2 separate regions of the Mus musculus genome follow, and region 2 is linked to region 1. A link is a contact called in public promoter capture Hi-C data. All regions are on one chromosome and are shown on one strand. The core of a region is the stretch at or near the end of the contact, and the rest is flanking DNA. Distances in the headings are between cores, read along the strand shown.

The links. Promoter capture Hi-C pulls out the DNA fragments that hold promoters and counts their contacts.
Region 2: a promoter capture Hi-C map of second pharyngeal arch cranial neural crest shows a contact between it and region 1. The contact joins the promoter of Snx27 here to the promoter of Tdrkh in region 1. A contact is called at or near these places in 16 of 39 promoter capture datasets (the 3T3-L1 cell line, 3T3-L1-derived adipocytes, the C10 cell line and 10 more), 2 of 484 Hi-C or Micro-C datasets (CD4 T cells and regulatory T cells), 2 of 115 datasets of contacts at active chromatin or transcription factors (memory CD8 T cells and pancreatic cancer cells) and 3 of 9 other capture datasets (adipose tissue, liver and pancreatic islet).

The regions. Positions count from the first base shown.
Region 1 is chr3:94,411,857-94,414,740 of GRCm38.p6, forward strand. Tdrkh (tudor and KH domain containing protein) reads left to right here and starts at 1,388. Exons shown (of 14, transcript NM_001357711.1): 1 at 1,388-1,506. 1700040D17Rik (RIKEN cDNA 1700040D17 gene) reads right to left here and starts at 1,099. Exons shown (of 2, transcript NR_152121.1): 1 at 838-1,099.
Region 2 is chr3:94,581,318-94,584,017 of GRCm38.p6, forward strand. Snx27 (sorting nexin family member 27) reads right to left here and starts at 1,399. Exons shown (of 12, transcript NM_001082484.2): 1 at 928-1,399. The coding sequence starts at 1,232.

The DNA.
Region 1 (2,884 bases), core at 138-2,637:
GTTCCAAGCCATCCACGACTATATAGAGATACTGTGTCTTATAAGTAAAAAAAAAAAAAAATTAAAGTGCAAAGTGAAGTATGCTTAAAAGTAAACATGTTAAAAGTTCTGGTTAAATACATCTTCTATATCCCTGTCATATCTTGAGATTTAACTAAGAGTCAGAAAGGTAGTTGCTTTGAAACACTAACATATATAAAAAGGAAGTTATAAAATTATATCTATAGCATGTTTTCAGCTGTGCAAAAATACATTTACGTGTATTTTAAGTGTGGGATGAAAAATTTCCCAAGAAACTGGTTGTACTGGTTGCCTCTGAAGGGACATTTTCTTCAATAACCTTTTGTTACTTGTGAATCTTCTTGAAAGTGCATGTATTATTTACCCAAATATATATTTTGGATGACTAGAAGGCGAGCATGTTTGCAAGCCCAGCTACTCAAGAGCCTAAGGGAACAAAATTTGAGAACAGCCTGGACAACATAGCAACATATAACAGTAGTAGTGGTAATAATAATAATAATAGGAAATTGACCCAAAGACATCTGGGTCAGACACAATGCTAGCTATGTTCACTCAACAAATGTTTAATGAGTATTCATCATGTGCCAGCACAAAACATCTCCTGGAGACTCGGAGCGACTGTGCCCTCGCCTCAAAGTGAAGGTGGTAGCAGGGCCAACCGTTCCTAACGGTTCGGGAACGACCCAGACGGCGGCTGGAATTCAGTTTTTCAAGCAAACCGCTGCCTGCCAAATCCTCCCCCTTCCACAGGTCCACGGCCCCGGGGCAAGGCAGGGGGCCCCTGCTGGCGCGCTCCTCCCATAGCTGCCTTACCCAGGTGGTGGCCACGGTGACTTTCGGTCCACGTGGCGTGTGCAGCGCCCGCCCCCATTTCACTCCTTTAACATAGTTGCTTTCCTGTCCCCTGGCTAAGATGGGGGTAGGGGGTCCATCCAGGCAGAAATTCTTAACAGATAAAGTGGCGCCGCAATCAGGAGGTGGCTTCCCCCAAGGCCGCTGGCCGCGGAATGACTCCGTAGGCCTCGGGACACCCACGAGTGACCCAATCCCCCGACCCTCGGAGCGCCAAAGTCCCTCGCGGCTTAAAGCAGCACAACCTCCTAGAGGAGGACCGAGGACTCCAGAAGCCTCTAATTGGCTGTTTAATTCTCAGCAGGTGCGAGCTCCATTAAAAGCATCGGCTTCCCCGGGCTCTAACTGGCTGTGGACGTGGGCGGGCTTGGATTTTCATCCGGGTAATTGGACTTGAGCGCGCACCAGCCACGTCGCTCACGGCAGTCCGCAGAAGGATTGGCTGCGGCGGAGGAGCGCGATTGGTCAGACTTCAAAGTGAGCGTTGATTGGTGAGGATGCGCTGCGGGGGCGGAACAAGCGGCTGCTGAAAAGCGACCCGCTAGGCGGCTGCGCTGAGGGAGCGACAGGGCGGCGGCGGCGGGGGTGAGGTGCGAGGCGAAGCGCAGAGCGCGCAACTCTGGAGGAGCGGTAAAGGCAGGGCGCGAGAGGGAAGTTTGGGGTGTGGGAGAAGCAGAGCGGTAGGGACCCTGGCAATTGGAAGACCGAAGCGCGGGACTGAGGGTCGGGAGGCGTGGGACACTTGGGGGCTAGGAGTGAGGCCCTCGCGGATCACCGCGTGGGGCAGCTGTGCTGGGAGCTAATAACCAGACTCAGATCAGGGGCTCTGGGCCGGGGAGCTAGGCCCCCAGGATTGATAGGACGTTCACCACAACTCAGCACTCCTAAGCCGGCTCTCTTTGAAACGAGGGACCTTTTATTAATTTGCCTTTTACCTTCCTCAACTTAGTCCAGTGACTGTTTGTAGCTGCAGGGTGTTTTGTTGCAAGGTGTTTTGTTTTCTTTTAGTGGCGGAGCCTGTGACAGTCAGCTGGTTTTGAACTCAAAATCCTCCAGCCCTTGCCTCTGAAGTGGTGGAAGTACAGTACAGGCCAGCACCAGAACGCTCTAGATTGGATTGATTGTCTATCAATCTTCCTTTCTCAAATTTACTTGTAATATCTGGTTAGATTTGCCTGTTGGTTGGTTGGTTGGTTTTTGTTTTTGTTTTTGTTTTTTTAAGGTTTATATATTTTATATATGTGAGTGCATCGCTGCTGTCTTCAGACACACCAGAAGAGGGCGTCAGATCCCATTACAGATGGTTGTGAGCCACCATGTGGTTGCTGGGAGTTGAACTCAGAACCTCTGGTAGAGCAGTCAGTGCTCTTAACCGCTTAGCCATCTCTCCAGCTGATTGGTTGGTTTTTGAGACATCTCTTGTAGTTAACCCAGACTGGTCAAGAACTTGTCCTGTAGCCATCCTTAAACTGCTGATCCTTCTACCTCCACCTTTCAGGTACTGGTATTTGGGAGATTGGACACCTGGCTTCCTTACCATCACCACTCCCAAACAGGATTTCATGTCACCCACAGTGGCCTTGTACTTGTTATGAATGAATTTAGGCTCTAGTTCTTTCTGTCTCCACCTCCTCTCTGTTGGGGTTATATGCATGTGTTGTCACACCAGGCTCAGACCGCTTTGGTGTTTTAAGTAAAATCCTGGTTGGTTTGCCTGATTTGAGTTCACTAGCCTATCCCTTATGATATTATCCCTTAGTAACACACTTAGCACAAATTTACTTGTAATATCTGGTTAGATTTGCCTGTTGGTTCAAATGGATATCACCCAGCAAACCTGTCCTCGTCACAGGCATTTACCCTGTGACATATACTCCGTCCACAAAAATCAGTGTTTTCTGGCATACCATCTACCAGGTGTCCCATTCAGAAACTTTATAACTAACTCCTTTACTTTGCCCTCTACCTTACCATAAATCAATTGCTAGGTCTTCAGTATTTGTACTAC
Region 2 (2,700 bases), core at 149-2,648, 170 kb after region 1:
CTTTAAGGGATGTGGTGGTGACAAGTGAGCCTGAACAAGTTCGATGAAGGAAGACTGCAGCAGAAGGTGGGTTGCAACAGCAGAAGGGGCCTTAAAAAGAGAAGGGAAAGCTACGTCGAGAAATTTAAAGTGTAGGATTGCAATAGCACAGAGCAGGAGGAAAACGGAGCGGGCAAAGACCTAAGTCGACTGCAGTCTGAGGGAAGCAGGAGCTAGGAGCACTATTAAACCGAACTCCAAGGTGTGAGGAGTGGTGCACGTGGGAAGTCGGGGAGCCAGAAAAGGCTGTACTCAAAAGCAATGTAGCCATGGAGAAGCTAGCCTGAAAATCAGGTTGCAACCCCTCCCCCAAAAACGCATGTGATAAGGTATACTCGAGATGGTGTGACTACAAAGAAGAAGAGGGGAGAAAAGGCCAAACGGTGGATGCAAAAATGTCGGTGTGCTTTTATCATAACGGGGAATAACTAAGGAAAGTGGGTGGAGGGTTAAGGTGGGGAGAAATGATGCCTCCAGAGGAAAATGAGCTGACCACAGGTCCTATCAGGTCTAGAGGGCAGAAGGGACAGTCCACAAGGTCTGAGGGGAGTGGCAGCGACCAGGAAACTATGATGCTAAAGATGAAAAGTTGGGGAGGACACAGTACTGGCTAGGTCGAAAGGAGACTCCCTCAGTAAGGGGCAGAAAGAGGCATGCTATAGAAGAAGGCAAACGGGTTGAGAGCAGCCAAAGGCATGGGAGCAGCAGGGAGAGCACAAACTGGAGACGCCAGGAAAGCAGGAGGCTCCAAGCCGGGCCGCGAAGGCCCGCGGGGGGCGAGGGTCGCGGCAGGCTCTCGAGCTAAGAGAGGTGCGGCCTGGGTGACAGGGTGCGGGGCCAGGACAGGCGAAGGATAGGAGGACGGGGCGTGGCGGCAGCGATACTCACACCTCCAGGATGCGGTCCCCTTTGCGCACCCCGGCCCGGTCGGCCGCCCCCCCGGGCAGCACGGCGCTCACATGCTGCAGCGGCGCGTACAGCTCCCCGTTGATGCTCCGCAGTTGCCCGCCCTCGCTCACTTGGCCCCGCACGTTGAAGCCGTAGCCGGATTCGGACTTGACAATGCGCACGACCCGCGGGCCGCCGCCTCCCCCGCCACCGTTCCCGGCGCAGTGGAGCCCAGACCCCCCGCCGCCGCCTCCATTCCGGTGCGGGGCTGAGGGGTGAATACCTTCCCCGTCCTCGTCCGCCATCTTGCGAGCAAGCGAGCGGTCCCCCGCCCCCCTACGCCTCCACTCCTCCGGCGCGCGCCCGCCCCCTCCGGCAGCCGCGCGACCCCGGCGCGCGCCCGCTCCGCCGACCGCTGGAGCTAGTGGGCCACCGCGCTGCGAGGGGGTGAGGAAAAGGGAGCAAGGCGGGAGAAGCAGACGGTTGGGCGCTGCAGGGCCTCCTGGGAGATGTAGTTCTGCAAATGGTGCATGACGCATCCGGGCTCAAAGCCTTCTGGGAGTTGTGGTTTATTGGGCTTTGGGCTCTGGTTAAGTTTCCTTGGTTGGATGATGAGAATCTTTTTTTGTTTTGTTTTTTCGAGACAGGGTTTCCCTTTGTAGCCCTTGCTGTCCTGAACTGGCTCTGTAAAGCAGGCCGACCTCAAACTCAGAGATCCACCTGCCTCTGCCTCCTGATTGCTGGGATTATGCCCGACCACTAGTTGGTGATTCATTGCAATCTTGAATCGGTTATTCATTTGTATATTCATGTTGGACAAAGCCCCAGCAATCAAGTGATACAACCAGATCGTGAATTCGGTTCCTTATTTCAAGTATTAGGATACGGAACTTTAGTGTTACCAAAGTCAAGCAGCAATTATGTAACAGCATTTAAAGCTCAGCTGTTTTTGCGCAACTTTCTTTTCCATGTTATTGCAACTTCACGGCTATATACAGACATACAAAAAAGCATGTGTGGAGGAAAACAACAGCTTCCATGATTTAGAACTGGATATTAAAGTGGTCAATAATTTTAATTTAGCAAGAGTTTTGAAGTTGCTTTTATCTTGTTTATTTCATTTCTTCCAATAGCACAAGAGAATTCTTAGAAAGCATGCAGTTGGTGTTTTTGGCGATCTGGCAGGATATAAACTTGATAGAGCTGGGTGCCTGGTGACAGCAAGTAATGACAGAAATAATGCACATAGCAATCTACGCCATCACTGCTCCACTTTGGTATTTGATTTCCCCCTACTGATAAGGTCACTAGTTAATCCATTCCTGTTTAGTAGATGTTGTAGAATACACAAGATTCCACAAAGCAAAGACAAAGGAAACAGTATCAGCCTCCTCAGGTATTCTCAGTTCTTCCCCACCAAGCACCATGTAGATAAAGAGCTCTGATGAGTGATGTTCCCCTAAGGTATCAGAGCCTAAGACACACAACTTGGAAAGGTTGCCATTCTGTACAAAGGAATACAGTAGACTTGCTCTTTGTCCTGAGGGGGACATTACTTCATCTCCCAAAGTGACATATTAACACAACCCCCCAACCGGAGAAATAACCTGGAGATAACGAGCCAGGAGTCTTCCTTCTTGGCATCCAGCAGAAGAAGAGGAGAAGCACCAAGAACTACCTTTCTCAACATGACTATGTACCAAGTCTTTACATCTAGAACTTATTAACGCTTTACAGCACTAGCCCAGTCCCTGCTTGGTAGATGAGGTTACA